Linked DNA regions of Mus musculus: region 2 is linked to region 1. Evidence: chromatin contacts called from public Hi-C data. All regions are on one chromosome and are shown on one strand. The core of a region is the stretch at or near the end of the contact, and the rest is flanking DNA. Distances in the headings are between cores, read along the strand shown. Region 1 overlaps Armh3 (armadillo-like helical domain containing 3). Region 2 overlaps Armh3 (armadillo-like helical domain containing 3).

What was found. A called contact is a pair of places that touch in the nucleus more often than the background predicts.
Region 2: a contact with region 1 is called in a Hi-C map of bone marrow-derived macrophages, with 36 read pairs. The contact joins two enhancer-like sites. A contact is called at or near these places in 2 of 484 Hi-C or Micro-C datasets (bone marrow-derived macrophages and nephron progenitors), 13 of 115 datasets of contacts at active chromatin or transcription factors (the NIH/3T3 cell line, acute myeloid leukemia, bone marrow-derived macrophages and 8 more) and 3 of 9 other capture datasets (embryonic stem cells, liver and pancreatic islet).

What each region holds. Positions count from the first base shown.
Region 1 is chr19:45,839,398-45,846,284 of GRCm38.p6, reverse strand. It overlaps Armh3 (armadillo-like helical domain containing 3), which reads left to right. Exons shown (of 26, transcript NM_198296.2): 24 at 99-177. Among named protein-coding and RNA genes, the nearest start is that of Kcnip2, 27 kb to the right of the region's middle. Within about 2 kb of position 2,649, at least 95 of the 459 cell types and tissues checked have an H3K27ac peak or open chromatin away from gene starts, as enhancers often do. A contact at or near this core is called in bone marrow-derived macrophages and microglia, where this site is marked.
Region 2 is chr19:45,982,157-45,988,985 of GRCm38.p6, reverse strand. The region is part of intron 1 of Armh3 (armadillo-like helical domain containing 3); the gene reads left to right. Among named protein-coding and RNA genes, the nearest start is that of 4930505N22Rik, 13 kb to the left of the region's middle. Within about 2 kb of position 4,410, at least 17 of the 459 cell types and tissues checked have an H3K27ac peak or open chromatin away from gene starts, as enhancers often do. A contact at or near this core is called in bone marrow-derived macrophages and microglia, where this site is marked.

The DNA.
Region 1 (6,887 bases), core at 1,400-3,899:
AAGTTGACAGGAATAAACCCAAGGCTGCTCACTCCTGATTAACTGGATTGTCACTGTATTCCATCTGGGACCATAGTAATGTTAATTCTTTATTTCAGAGCCATCATCAATCACTTTAATCCCAAAATTGAGTCCTATGCTGCTGTGAATCACATATCTCAACTGTCGGAGGAACAGGTAAGCCACTGCTCTCCCCAGAATGACCTTGCTGGTGGGAAGGATCAGGAAGCTCTTTCTAGTAATGGGACTCTGTTACTAAGCTTTGAGCAAAGGAAGGAGTAGGATGGTCAAACCAGGCTGGTGAGAAGAGTTGGTGCAAGATTGCTTGCTGCTTCTTTAAACCTAGTAAACCCTCCTTCCCTTGTGCCATCTGAAGGGTTTGTTTAGTTGTACAAAGTATGAGCTGAAGCTTCATGGGTCGCTGTCTTAGAGCAGGTGATGGGACATCCATTGTCACGCTCTCAGGCACAGGGATTGTGATTTCTGAAAGTCAGACATGTCCACATGATGGTGCATACCTGTAATCGCAGCACTTGGAAGGTAAAAGCAGGAGTTAGAGGTGTCCTTGGTTATGCAGTGAGTCCAGCAACAGCCTGTACTGCATGCCACCCTGTCTTAAAACTCCAACAAACCAAACAAAAGTAAGACCTGATAACTTAGAAATGAACATAAATTCCAGCCACATGAAAACCTTGAGTTCAGCTTAACATGAAGGCATTTGGCTCATTAGAGCATGAGCTTTAATTGAGAGCTCATTGAGATGGGTTTTCATTAGTGATTGTGTTCTCTTTGCCTTGAACAGTTATTTCTGGGCAGGTTTGAGTTGAGGATGCAGATAGCTTTGTACATTTGTCTTCTTGAGGCTGGTCTGATTTCCCCTTCTCAGTTAGCACTTGTGCTCAGCTCTACACCATGTAAAAGTACAGATGGGATTCAGCCTGGCATGGAGTTGAACCCTGCTTCATCTGAGTTCTCTCTCTCTCTCTCTCTCTCTCTCTCTCTCTCTCTCTCTCTCTCTCTGTCTAAATAAGAGTCTTTATTAGAGTATAGCTTGATAAGTGTATAGCTTTATATAAATCTGCTGCTACAAAGAAAAAAAGACATAAAGCCAGGCTCATATAGCCTATGTTGGGTGTATGATTTTAGCTCATGTATATGGCTAAATTCCCTGTGTAGCTGAGGATGACCTTTCAGCTCCTGGCCCCCTCCTATACCTCCCAGTGCAGGAATGCCCCACCTTGCTCTTTCATTTGGGCTTTCGAGTCTTACACGCTGCTGAGGTGATGTCTTATTTGGGTAAAGCGCTCGCTGCCCAAGCATGGGAGCCTGAGCTCAGCCCCCAGCGCACACATACAAAAGCGAGGCGTGCCTGTAACTCCAACATCAAAAAGGCAGAGGTGTGTGGGTTCTCGGAGCCTGCTAGCTAGGCAGTCTAGTTAAACAGGTGACCTCTAAGTTCAGTGAAAGACCCCGACATACACATACACACACCACATACATACACACACACACACACACACACACACACACACACACACACACACACACACACACACGTACTTACATACCTGAATCTCCTTTTTTGCATTTCATCCTTCTAAGTTGGAAAAGCCAAGGAATAAATTCCAAACCTTGTATTTTCTGGTCTCCTTTTCTTGCCAGTGCATCCTTGTAGCACTTCTGAGTTTCTTAACTGACAGGACCAGCTAGCAGCTATTTTGTGACCATGTGTTCCAATGTTCTTGAAAGGTATTCAGTTCACCCAGTGAGGCAGCAGGCAAGCTTTTTTTTTAACAGAGCCTTCTCAGTTCTCCCTCCAGCAGCTCTCTGCAGCCAGGTGAATGGAACTCTATTGATCGATCTGTCAGTTGTTTCCTATTCAATATTTGTTCTCTTTTGTGACGCCAGCTGTGTGACTCCATCCTCACACTTAAAAAGCTGCCTTTATGAGTGGCTTTCATTCTCTTTTTCCTCTGCCTGTGGAGCAGAGCAGATTCCTGTTCTTTGCTGTTGGAGCTGTCTGTGTCATTTTCCTGCAGAACGCCTGTGTATTCTGTTCTGTGTGTTAGGGAAGGAGATGGTCCTCCTACCACTGTAAGCTTTGGGCAGCCTGAAAGCCATGCAGCAGCTTGGGAGGACAGCTGACATCGTTCTCCAGAGGTAGCAGCCACCAGCCAATGATAATTTAAAACAAAACAAAGCAAAACAAGACAAAAAACAAAAAAAACAAAACAAAACAAAAACCATGTGGTGCATGAGAAAAATCAGAAAAGGGAAAATTGACAAGCTGTCTCCTCATCCTCTTTCACCTCCACTCAAGGTTTAAAGTGATGCTAAAAAGTGGTCCTTGGATCCACAAGCCAGAATCGAGGAAAGGAACTCAGGTTACTCACCCATAGGGAAGAGGGCTGGGGATGGATAGGTGCCTGTGAGTGCTTATCTAGCATTCATTCCCCAGCACAGCCAACAGGAGGGGTCCTCGGTGATCTATTTACTGTGTGACAGTTACATGCTGTGACAGAACGCAGGGCAGTGAGGGTCACTGGTGACAAGTCCACGTGGAATCTCTGCAGTCCTGGTTATTGTGCGCTTGCTCGCTAGCTAGCTCGCTCGCTCGCTCGCTTCCTGTAACAGTACTGTTACCCCAGCACTCTGCTCTCAGAATGGTGGTTTCTCTTCCCCAACTGCCTCTGAAGGCTTCTAAATGAAGGCCCTTTTCCTCCCCCTCCCCCTTCTCCCTCCCTCTTCCTCTGTAGCAACAGCAAGTGAACTTGTTTTTTATCAGGTTAGAGTTATTTGACTACCTTGCCTGTCTCCAACACGTGGAGTACTTCTCTCCTGTTACTTATGAACTTTAATCCTAATGTCACAAAGTCAAAAGGATTTCCAGCTTCCCAAAGAGCTGGCTTTCAGGGCAGTGAGGCCCTGCAGCTGTTAGCAGCTACATTAGTAGAGAGGGGGGGTCGGGGGCAAAACAAAACAGGATTTTAATCTTTAGTAGATTCTAAAATACTTCTAAGATAAAACCTAAAGCCTGTTAATAGGCATTAGCTGGGGTTTATGGCATTTAGTAAGTTAGGCAGACAGGACAGGCTCTTTGTTAGCTCTGCCTGCCAGCTTTCCATTTTGTTCCTAGAAAAGATTTGTGAATTCTTTTTTGGGTGATGGAAACAGGGTTTTTCTGTGTGACAGTCTTGGCTGTCCTGGAATTCGATTTGTAGACCAGGCTGGCTTCACAGAGACCTGCCTCCCTCTGCCTGTGGAGTACTGGGATTAATCCTTTTTTAAAAAATACAGGGTTAGCCTAGTCTAACCTGGGACTCACTGTGTAGCCCAGGCTGGCCTTCAGCTCACAGAATCCTCTTGCTTCAGCCTCCCAGGTGCTGGCATTATAGACAGGAGGCCACCATTGCCACCTAGTTTTGTGAGGATTTTTGAAGATTTATTTATTTTTATAAGTTTAAATGTTTCATACATACTAGGCAATGTAGAACATTGTTGTAATCCCTACTGGGTGTAATGGTATCCTCCTTTAATACCAGAGGCAGGTAGATATCTGAATTTGAGGCCTGCCTAGTCTACACAGTGGTGAATTCTAGGACACCCAGAGCAACATAACAAGACCCTGTCTCAAACAAAACAAACAAAAGGGAGTGTGCTACCAATAGTGAAACTATGAGGTATAGTTATTCCTAGAACAGTTGGAGAAAAGTTACTCTCCAGGCTTATTGTCTACCCTCAACTGAGATTTAGCTCCTGTCTCTCTCCAGTGTAGCTCGGTAGTAAACATTCATGCTTATCTCGTAGAAACTGGAATTCCTTGGTCAAGGAATAAGAACCTTGAAAAGGATAAATCTATGATGATGTGACTGTTCTTCATGCCTGTAATCCCAGCATGCAGGTGGATGGTTGTTGAAGGTCAACCCAGGCTGTAGAGTGAGACCCTGTCGTAATGCATGTCAGCAAAAGAACTTTGTGACTTGAAGAGCTTTGTGTTGGCTTTGAGTCTTTTCTTTCTCACCACTACTTTCCTTGGTATTCATTTCTAGAACTCGGGCCTAGGACACAGAAAGAGCAGCTGCAGACCACTGGCCTTTTAATGAGTTGTCTGCTCCCTCACTACTGCCCTGGCCCCAGTTTTCATTCCCATAAGGTATTGAGTCGAACAGCCTATGTCTCCTTGGGACATTTCAGGGACTACTTTATCTGTACTAAATAAATGTGGGTTGAAGGCATATAATGGAAGCCCCTTCCTCCTGTACTGCAGTTAAACCCAGTGGTTCACACATTTAGTTAAGCAAGTGTTCTGTGATTGAGCTACATTCCCCAGACCCCCTTTCTAGTTTTTATCTTGATAGAGTCTTACTAATTTGCTCAGACTGTTCTTTAACTTGCTGTGTAGCTCAGGCGAGCTGCAGGCCTCCTGGCGCCCGGGTGTACATGCCTGTGCCGGCGGATCCCACTGATGTCTATGAAAAGTCCTTGGGGGCTGGAGAGGTGGCTCTGACTGCTCTTCCAGAGGACCCAAGTTCAACACCTACCTCACAACTACCTGTAACTCCAGTTCTAGGGGATCATGTACCCTTTTCTGGCCTTTGTGGTTAGCAGGCTGGCATGTGGTACATATATGCAGGCAAAGCACCCATACGTATAAAATAAGATAATTTTAAAGAGAGAGACTACAGCTGATGTTACACCATCAGCTGTTTTGTTTTGCAGGGCTCTGCAGTTGTCGTGCTCAATAGACAGAGAGGAAAGAAGAGCTTAACTCAAAAGAGGAAGGATACGGTTAGATAATAGAGAGGCATAAATTGGAAAATAATACTCAAAACTAGGACCTGAACAAGTCAGGAAGAATGGAGAATTCTAGAGTTTTTGAATGTCATGTCCTTGGGTCACAAAATGGTCTGAAGCTTTGTGGAACATAATAGCTCTAATTCCAGCACTTGGGAGGCAGAGGCAGGCAGAGCTCTGTGAGTTGGAGACCGGCCTTATTTCTACCCCACCCACCAAAAATCATCTAACTCAATTAGGCTGCCTACCACAGCCACGTGGTCCTTTACCTTTTTTTTTTCTTTTCTTTTCTTTGGTCCTTTACCTTTTTTTAAAAAAAAAAGATTTATTTATTTTTATGCATATGAGTACGCTATAGGTGGACAGATGGTTTGGAGCCTTCATGTTGTTAGGAATTGTATTTAGGACTTCTGCTCGCTCCGGTAGGCCCACTTGCTCCAGTCAACTCTGCTCACTCAGTCCCGAAGATTTATTTATTATTCTACATAAGTACACTGCAGCTGTCTTCAGACGCACCAGAAGAGGGCATCAGATCTCATTACGGGTGGTTGTGAGCCACCATGTGGTTGCTGGGAATTGAACTCAGGACCTCTGGAAGAGCAGTCTCAGTGCTCTTAACCACCGAGCCATCTCTCCAGTCCCCGGTCCTTTACCTTTAATCTGAGTCTTGCCCTTGCTCTTTCTGTTCCATGTGTGTCCTCATGGAGACTCCTCATGGTACATCACCTGCCTCCTGGTGACTTTCTTCTCCTCCCGGTCCCTCCATTTGGTCTCTCCACACCTTCTCCCCACCTTCCCCTCTGGTCTCTATGGGACTCTCAGATAGGTGCCTGTCCTTTCTTGCCCAACCATAGGGTGATAGTTCTTTTTTTTTTTTTTTTTGGTTTTTCAAGACAGGGTTTCTCTGTGTAGTCCTGGCTGTCCTAGAACTCACTCTGTAGACCAGGCTGGCCTCGGACTCAGAAATCCGCCTGCCTCTGCCTCTGCCTCCTGAGTGCTGGGATTAAAGGCGTCCACCACCACACCCGGCTGGCTGATAGTTCTTGATTAACCAATCAGAGATAATGGGAGAACATTGTTTACACAAAGCAGATACAGGAGATGGCTCAGTGATCGTGACAGTGCCAACGTCTAGACTGTAACCAGGTCTCTGAGCACAGAAGTCAGCCCCTGAGTACACAGTGCACAAGATACACCCCCACCTTTAATTTGTTTTCCTTTTTAACAATGCTTAAACTGTAGCATGTACTACATAACTCTGACTAGTTTGACTTACAGCGATCCACCTGCCTCTGCTCCTGATTACTGTGGTTGTTACATGTATGCACCACCATATCCAGAGTCTCTTCCTAATTATTTGCTTTTAATTTGGTCACAGACACTTATTATGGGCCTATTGAATCCAGGCTTGTGGTGAGGTCTAATGGACAAACCTTTTTTTTTTTTTTTTTTTTTTTTTTTTTTTTTTTTTTTTAATTGCAGTAACAACATTTGCCATCTTAACCCTTTGTTTGGAACAGTTTACTTAATAATGTGTGCATTGTTGTGCCCCAGCCCTTTAAGCCATTTCCATCCTGCAGAACTGCAGCTCTGTCCTCTGAACAACTCCCTGTTCCTCTCCGCCTGCTCCCTTGGCAACCATCATCCTACTTTCTGTTTCTAAGGGCAGGGAAAACTATCTTGAAGCTTTACTTTCACCCCAGTGGCCTAGAGCTTACTAAAAATTCCTCTGCATTCTAGTTCTAGATTTTCTGAGACAATCTTTAGGGTTGGGCTATAGCTCAGAGTTTGGGTCTTTGCCTAGCATACTGGAGACTCCTGGTTTAATTTCCCAGTATACCCCTACAAAGAAAGAATGCTTAGGAGAAAGACATTCTGTTGGGGCCCACGGTGCTATAGACCCTAGGCTGATGCAGGCAGACCCTCTAGTTTTCTATGATAGGAATTGTCACTGGTTAGTATTATGACATAATCAAAATTTGTTGTTTTAGATTTATTTACTTTTTTTAGTGTTTTTTAGTGTTTTTTATTGTATGTACGCCTGATCACCACAATCCTGCATTGTTTTTTGAGTTAAGGTTTCATATAGTCCA
Region 2 (6,829 bases), core at 3,161-5,660, 140 kb before region 1:
GTCTCGAACCCCCCCCCCAAAAAAAAAAAAAAAAAAAAAGAGAACCGGCACGTTCCCTGGCTTGTGCCTCTGCCCTGGAGGCCTGGCCGGCCATGCACTGGCAGGCAATGGCCTACCTGTTTTTATCTTTTGGAGACTCTCTGGCCCGGAGCACCCCAAATGTCTCCACCTGTCTCCACCCAGTTAGGTTGGTTCCCTATGGCGAGTAGCTACCACCTCAACCCCGTGCTTCAAATCCCCCACACCTTTGTGGTGCACCTCAGGCAAACCCACACTTTGCTGCTGTACTTTTCTCTCTTGAACCTGTATGAGCAGCTGTGTGACGGAAAATGCAACACAAACTTAGTTCAGAAACGACGGCAACTCAATTGCTGGGTGCAACAACTAAAATCCTCCTTGTAAGCCTTATTAAATCTAAATCCTCCTGATGAATCCTGATGGACCTACCATTGAAGCCAGGAGATGCTTGTAACTACAGCTTGTCCTCACACTATCCCTGTCCAATAGAGACCTAACTCTCTCACACTTTGTCCAACCCGGAAGTCCCTCTTACTTGCCCAGTGATTGGCCTTTATTCTTTAGGGGATTGGTTCACAACAAGTCATCTGAGTATGACTCACTCCTTGTCAGCAACCCCTCCCAGGAGAGTGGAATTAGCATCAACATACAAACAGCACCAGGTCCTTCCACAACACACACTCAGTCTGCTTTTTAATAATTCACTATTCCTAGAGCCTGATCTTCTATATTCACAAGATATTCTTTTAAAATATATTTAAATTATATATATTTTGTGTATGTGTGTATGTATGTATGTATGATGTATGTATGTCCTTATTTATCATGTTTGTATGTGTTCCTGCTGTGGGTGCCTTCGTGTTGTAGTGTATATGTAGAGGTCAGAAGACAACTGGTGGGAGTCAGTTCTCCTTCCGCCATGGGGGTCCAACTCAGCTTGTCAGGCTTCCCTGCAGGTACCTTTCCTTGCTGAGCCATCTCCTGACTCTATTAGAGTGGATGGCGACCAGAGAAGAACATTTAGTGTCTTTACTATTTGCCAGCTGTGTTATTTTGGGCAAGTAAAATTCATATAAGATTATGACAGTGCTTATTCTATCTGATTATTGTAAAGAATAAATGCAGAGTATTTAAAGCACAGAGAGTAGTGCCAAGTGCATAGTAACTTCTCAGGAGTGTTATCTTAATGTATATCACCTCCCACAAGACCGAAGCAGCGCTCTGAGGATAAGGAGGACTAACTGAAGACTTCCACATCCAGGAATTAAAAGAGCAGCAGCGACGGCATGTGCTCTTCCGTCTCAGTGAAGGCTTTCGGGGAGACGGCTTCAAGAACACAGGCCTAAACGGGCAGCAGTGGCAAAGGCAGGTAGCTCTCTGAGTTGAGGCCAGTTTGGTCTACAAAGTGAGTTCCAGGGTGGCCAGGGCTACACAGAGCCCTGTCTTGACTCTCCTCCACCCCAAAGAAAACTAAGCAAAACAAAAACCCAACCCAAACAAACAAATAGAATCTGGATCTACTCTGTTTTCATTTTGAGGAAAGACTTGGAGTAACTGGCCATAACTGGATGGTTAGCTCAGTTGGTTACAGCATGGTGTGAATAGCCACAGAGACGGAGTGCGGATGACGTTCCATACTTGTTTACCAGTCTTTGGGCTGGAAGTAGGGGAATCTGTTTTCCATGCTAATAAGAGGACCTGTGCCGAGGAAGCCTGTGAAAGTAAGCTAAGTCCACGGGCTGGAGAGATGGGAGGTAGCTTGAAAAGGAAGAGTGGCAGAGGTTGCAAAGCCTGCATCTTCTTAGTGATGTGTGTGGTGGGTCTTGCAATAGACTAACTAAACATAACTAAAGATCTTCTTTCTTCAGTGTTAGGAATAGAACTCAGGCTCTCTTTGAAATGAGTCGTCTCTCTTGGGTGTTGAGTGAATGGGTCACAGCAAAATTGTCTCCTCTGAGAACCACTGACTTGGAATGATAAAAACGACCATGAAAAGTTGACTTTTTTTTTTTTTAAGACTTATTTAATGTGAGTACACTGTTGGTCTTTTCAGACACAACAGAAGAGGTAGGTCATTGGATCCCATTACAGATGGTTGTAAACTACCGTATGGTTGCTGGGATTTGAACTCAGGACCTCTGGAAGAGCAGTCAGTGCTCTTAACTGCTGAGCCATCTCTCCAGCCCCATCTTGTTTGTATTTTGAGACAGGCTCTTGACATGTAGCTCAGGCTGATCTTGATCTGGCAGTGACCCTCCTACTTCAGCCTTTTGAATGTTGCAGTTACAGACACGCCATGTAATCCCTGATGTTGTGCATACCTATGCCCATGTGTCATTTTTTGATGCAGGTCTCTCACTGAATGTGAGGTGGTTCAGCTCCCAGTATTGGGAGTATAGGTGCTCGAACTCATTATGTAGCTGAGGATGACTTGGAACACTTGTTGTTTTTTTTTTTTTTTGGTTTTTTTGAGACAGGGTTTCTCTGTATAGCCCTGGCTGTCCTGGAACTCACTTTGTAGACCAGGCTGGCCTCGAACTCAGAAATCTGCCTGCCTCTGCCTCTGCTGGGATTAAAGGCGTGCGCCACCATAGCCCGGCAACACTTGATTTTCTTGCCACCAATTAATGTTGGAATTACAAGCGTGTGCCAGGAGCCCAGTTTAGATGAGCCCTTCTTAAGCTTTATAGAATTTCTGGAATAGGGTTTGTTAATCTCATCATTCACTCTTGGCATAATGGGGTGGGTACTTCATTGTTGGAGAGGGTTTCCTGTGCATTGTAGAATGCTTAGCAATACCCCTGGTCTTTGGACTCTCTCCAGTAGATTCTATTGATATTTCTCTGGGTTAGGACAACCAGAAATGTCTCTAGACATTGACAAGTGTCTTCTGGGGCAGTTAGGATCCAGTGATCTGGAGTGATTGTTAAAAATGTAGGACTCGGGCTGGTGAGATGGCTCAGTGGGTAAGAGCACCCGACTGCTCTTCCGAAGGTCCAGAGTTCAAATCCCAGCAACCACATGGTGGCTCACAACCATCCGTAATGAGATCTGACTCCCTCTTCTGGAGTGTCTGAAGACAGCTACAGTGTACTTACATATAATCAATAAATAAATCTTTAAAAAAAAAAAATGTAGGACTCCCTCTTCAGCTGTGGATAGCCAGATAGACAGACTGTACCTCAATAGAGGAAAATGTAGACTCCTAGTCTTTATCTTAGCAGTCTGATTCAGTAGTGGGAAGGGTTAGGAGTCTATATAGTTAGGAGGTACTTTAGGGGAATCTAAATCAGGGAATCATCGCTCTGTAGTACTGAATGTACTCTCAGACCTGTACTTGAATTATTCCCCATTTCATCTTTCTCTTCTTGGTTTATAGTGTTTGATGTGAACTTGACACAAACTAGAGTTATTTGAAAGGCGGAAACCTTAATTGAGAAAATGCCTCCATAAGATCTAGTTGTAGGGCCCTTTCTCTCTCTCTCTCTCTCTCTCTCTCTCTCTCTCTCTCCCTCCCTCCCTCCTTCCCTTCCCTTCCCTTCCCTTCCCTTCCCTTCCCTTCCCTTCCCTTCCCTTCCCTTCCCTTCCCTTCCCTTCCCTTCCCTTCCCCCCTTCCCTTCCCCCTTCCCTTCCCCCTTCCCCCTTCCCCCTTCCCCCTTCCCCCTTCCCCCTTCCCCCTTCCCCCTTCCCTTCCCTTCCCCCTTCCCTTCCCTTCCCCCTTCCCTTCCCCCTTCCCCCTTCCCTTCCCCCTTCCCTTCTTCCCCCTTCCCTTCTTCCCCCTTCCCTTCTTCCCCCTTCCCTTCCCCCTTCCCTTCCCCCTTCCCTTCCCCCTTCCCTTCCCCCTTCCCTTCCCCCTTCCCTTCCCCCTTCCCTTCCCCCTTCCCTTCCCCCCTCCCTTCCCCCTTCCCTTCCCCCTTCCCTTCCCCCTTCCCTTCCCCCTTCCCTTCCTTCCTCCCTTCCTTCCTTCCTTCCTTCCTTCCCTCCTTCCCTCCTTCCCTCCTTCCCTCCTTCCTTCCTTCCTTCCTTCCTTCCTTCCTTCCTTCCTTCCTTCCTTCGTTTCTCTTCCCCCACCCTCACTCCCCTCTCCCCCAAGACAGGGTTTCTCTGTGTAGCCTGGTTGTCCTGGAACCCAGACCAGGCTGGCCTAGAACTCACAGAGATCCACCTGACTGCCTTTCCAGAGCTGGAATTAATGGTGTGTGCCACCATGCCCACCTGTAGGCTATTTTTTTAATTAGTGATTCTTTGGAGAGGACCCAGCCATTGTGGGTGGTGCCATCCTTGGGCTGGTGGTCCTGGGTTTTATAAGAAAGCAGGCTGAGCAAGCCATGTGAAACAAGCCAGTAAGCAGGTTCCCACTGTGGCCTCTGCATAGCTCCTGATGCAGGTTTCTGTTCTGCTTGAGTTCCTGTCCTGACTTCCTCAATGATGGACTGTGCAGTGTAAGCCAAATAAACCCTTTCCTCTCCAAGTTGCTTTTGGCCATGGAGTTTCATTACAGTGATAGTAACCCTAAGACAATGTCTTTCCATTTATAATCAAGTTTGGTGGATAATTATGCCCAGAGGACTAAATTTGCTCAATTAACATTGCAGCAGTGAGTTAGTTAGTTAGTTTGTTTTTGTTTCCAACTTGACACAAGCTAGGCTCATCTGAGAAGAGGGGACTTCAACTGATAGAATGCTTCCTTCAGATTGGCCTGTAGGCAAGTCTAGGGGACACTTTCTTGATTGATGGATGATTGGTGTGGAAAGGCCCAATCCACTGTGGTCTCCACTATCCTGGGCAGATGTCCCAGGCGCTATAACAAAGTAGGCTAAGCAAGCCATGGGAGCCTGTTAATGAGTATTGTTCTTTCATGATCCCTGCTTCAACTCCTGCCTCTAGGTTCCTGCCTTGAGTTTGTGCCCTGACTTAATGATGAACTATAAGCTGTAGGCTGACATAAACTCTTTCCTTCCCAAGATGCTTTTGGTCATAGTCTTTTTCACAGCAACAGAAGGCAACCTAAAACGTGCATAAAATTGGGCATAGTGGTGCATGCTTGTCATCTCAGCACCTGCATGGTGGAAGCAGGAGGATTAGCCGTTCATAGTTACCCACAGTTTGAGTCAGCCTGGGCTGTAAGAGATCCTGACTTAAAAAATAAGTTAGTGTGATGTCATCTTTTAAGTAATGTTTACAAGGGATTGGAGAGATGGCTCAGTGGTTAAGAGTACTTGTTGCAGCCAGGCATGGTGGCACATGCCTTTAGTCCCAGCACTTGGTAGGCAGAGGCAGGTGGATCTCTGTGTTCGAGGCCAGCCTGGTCTACAGAGTGAGTTCCAGGACAGCCAGGGCTACACAGAGAAACCCTGTCTCAACCCCTCTAACCCCCCAAAATTTTGCTTAACCCTTACTGACACCAGAGTGACGCATTCCTGGGATCTCAGAAGGTTTTCTTGTGCTTCTTTGCTACTGTCTCCCTGCTGCTGTCCCAGCTCTGTCACTGTAGATGAGTTTTGTCTTTTGATCTTACAGAAATGGAATCAGCAGGCTGTACTCTTCTATGTAGCATTTCTGTGAAGGTTAACTGCTGTTTCATGAATCACTTTTTACTTGTTTGTTTTTGTGTGATTTTTTTGTTTTGTTTTGTTTGTTTGTTTGTTTGTTTGTTTGCTTTGAGACAGGGTTTCTCTGTATAGCCCAAGTTGTCCTGGACTTACTCTGTAGTGAGCCCAGGCTGACCTCAAAGCCAGAGATCTGACTGTCTCTGCCTCTCCAGTCCTGGAATTAAAGGCTTGTGACATCATTCTTCCCAACCCTGGCTGATTTATTTACTTTTATTTTATATGCATTGGTGTTTGCTTGAATGTATATATTCCTGTGTAAGGGTGCCAGATCCCCTGGAATTGGAGTTTCAGACAGTTGTGAGCTGCCATGTGGTTGCTGGAAATTGTTCCAGGGTCCTCTAGAAGTCCACTGGCCATCTCTTTAACCCCCATGTTTCATGTATTATTAATGTCTTTTAATTTTCTGTATATTAAATTGTATGACTGTATTATAATTTTTCCATTTTCTGAGATACTTTTAATAATAATTATTCGAGACAGGAATTCTCTGTGTAGCCTTGATTGTCTTAGAGCTCATTCTTCTTCTTTTTTTTTTTTTTTTTTTTTTTTTTTCCAAGACAGGGTTTTTCTATATAGCCCTGGCTGTCCTGGAACTCACTTTATAGACCAGGCTGATCTTGAACTCAGAAATCTGCCTGCCTCTGCCTCCCAAGTGCTGGGATTAAAGGTACAAGCCACCATCGCCCAGATAGTTTTTATATTCTATGTATGCTCATGTGTTCGAATGTAGGTTTGTTCATGTGAATGAAGGGTCTCCGTTCGTTCCGCCTCCAAGTGCAGTTTGGGTGCTGGAGCCCAATCTCAGGACCTCTGCAAGAGCAGCATCAGTTCTTATGACTGAGCCATCTCTTAAGCCTCTCTGCTGAGAAATATTTCAATACTCTTTTTAAAGAATTTTAAATATTTATTATGTGTAAGTGTACCCATAAGTATATATGTGCACACATGAGTAGTTACTTGCTTGCTGAGGCCAAAGAGTGTGGGCCAGAAGGCAGCATCCGATGTCCTGGAACCAGAGTTGTAGGCTGTTGTGAGCCTCCTGTTTGAGTTCTAGACATCAAACTCTGCAAGAGCAGCAAGCTCTTCTAATGACTGAGCAGTTTCTCCAGCTCCCTTAAAACTTTTTACAAATTATTACATTTACTGCGTGAGTGTGTATTTATTTATGTGTGTTGAGGCGCACATGCAGAGATCAGAGA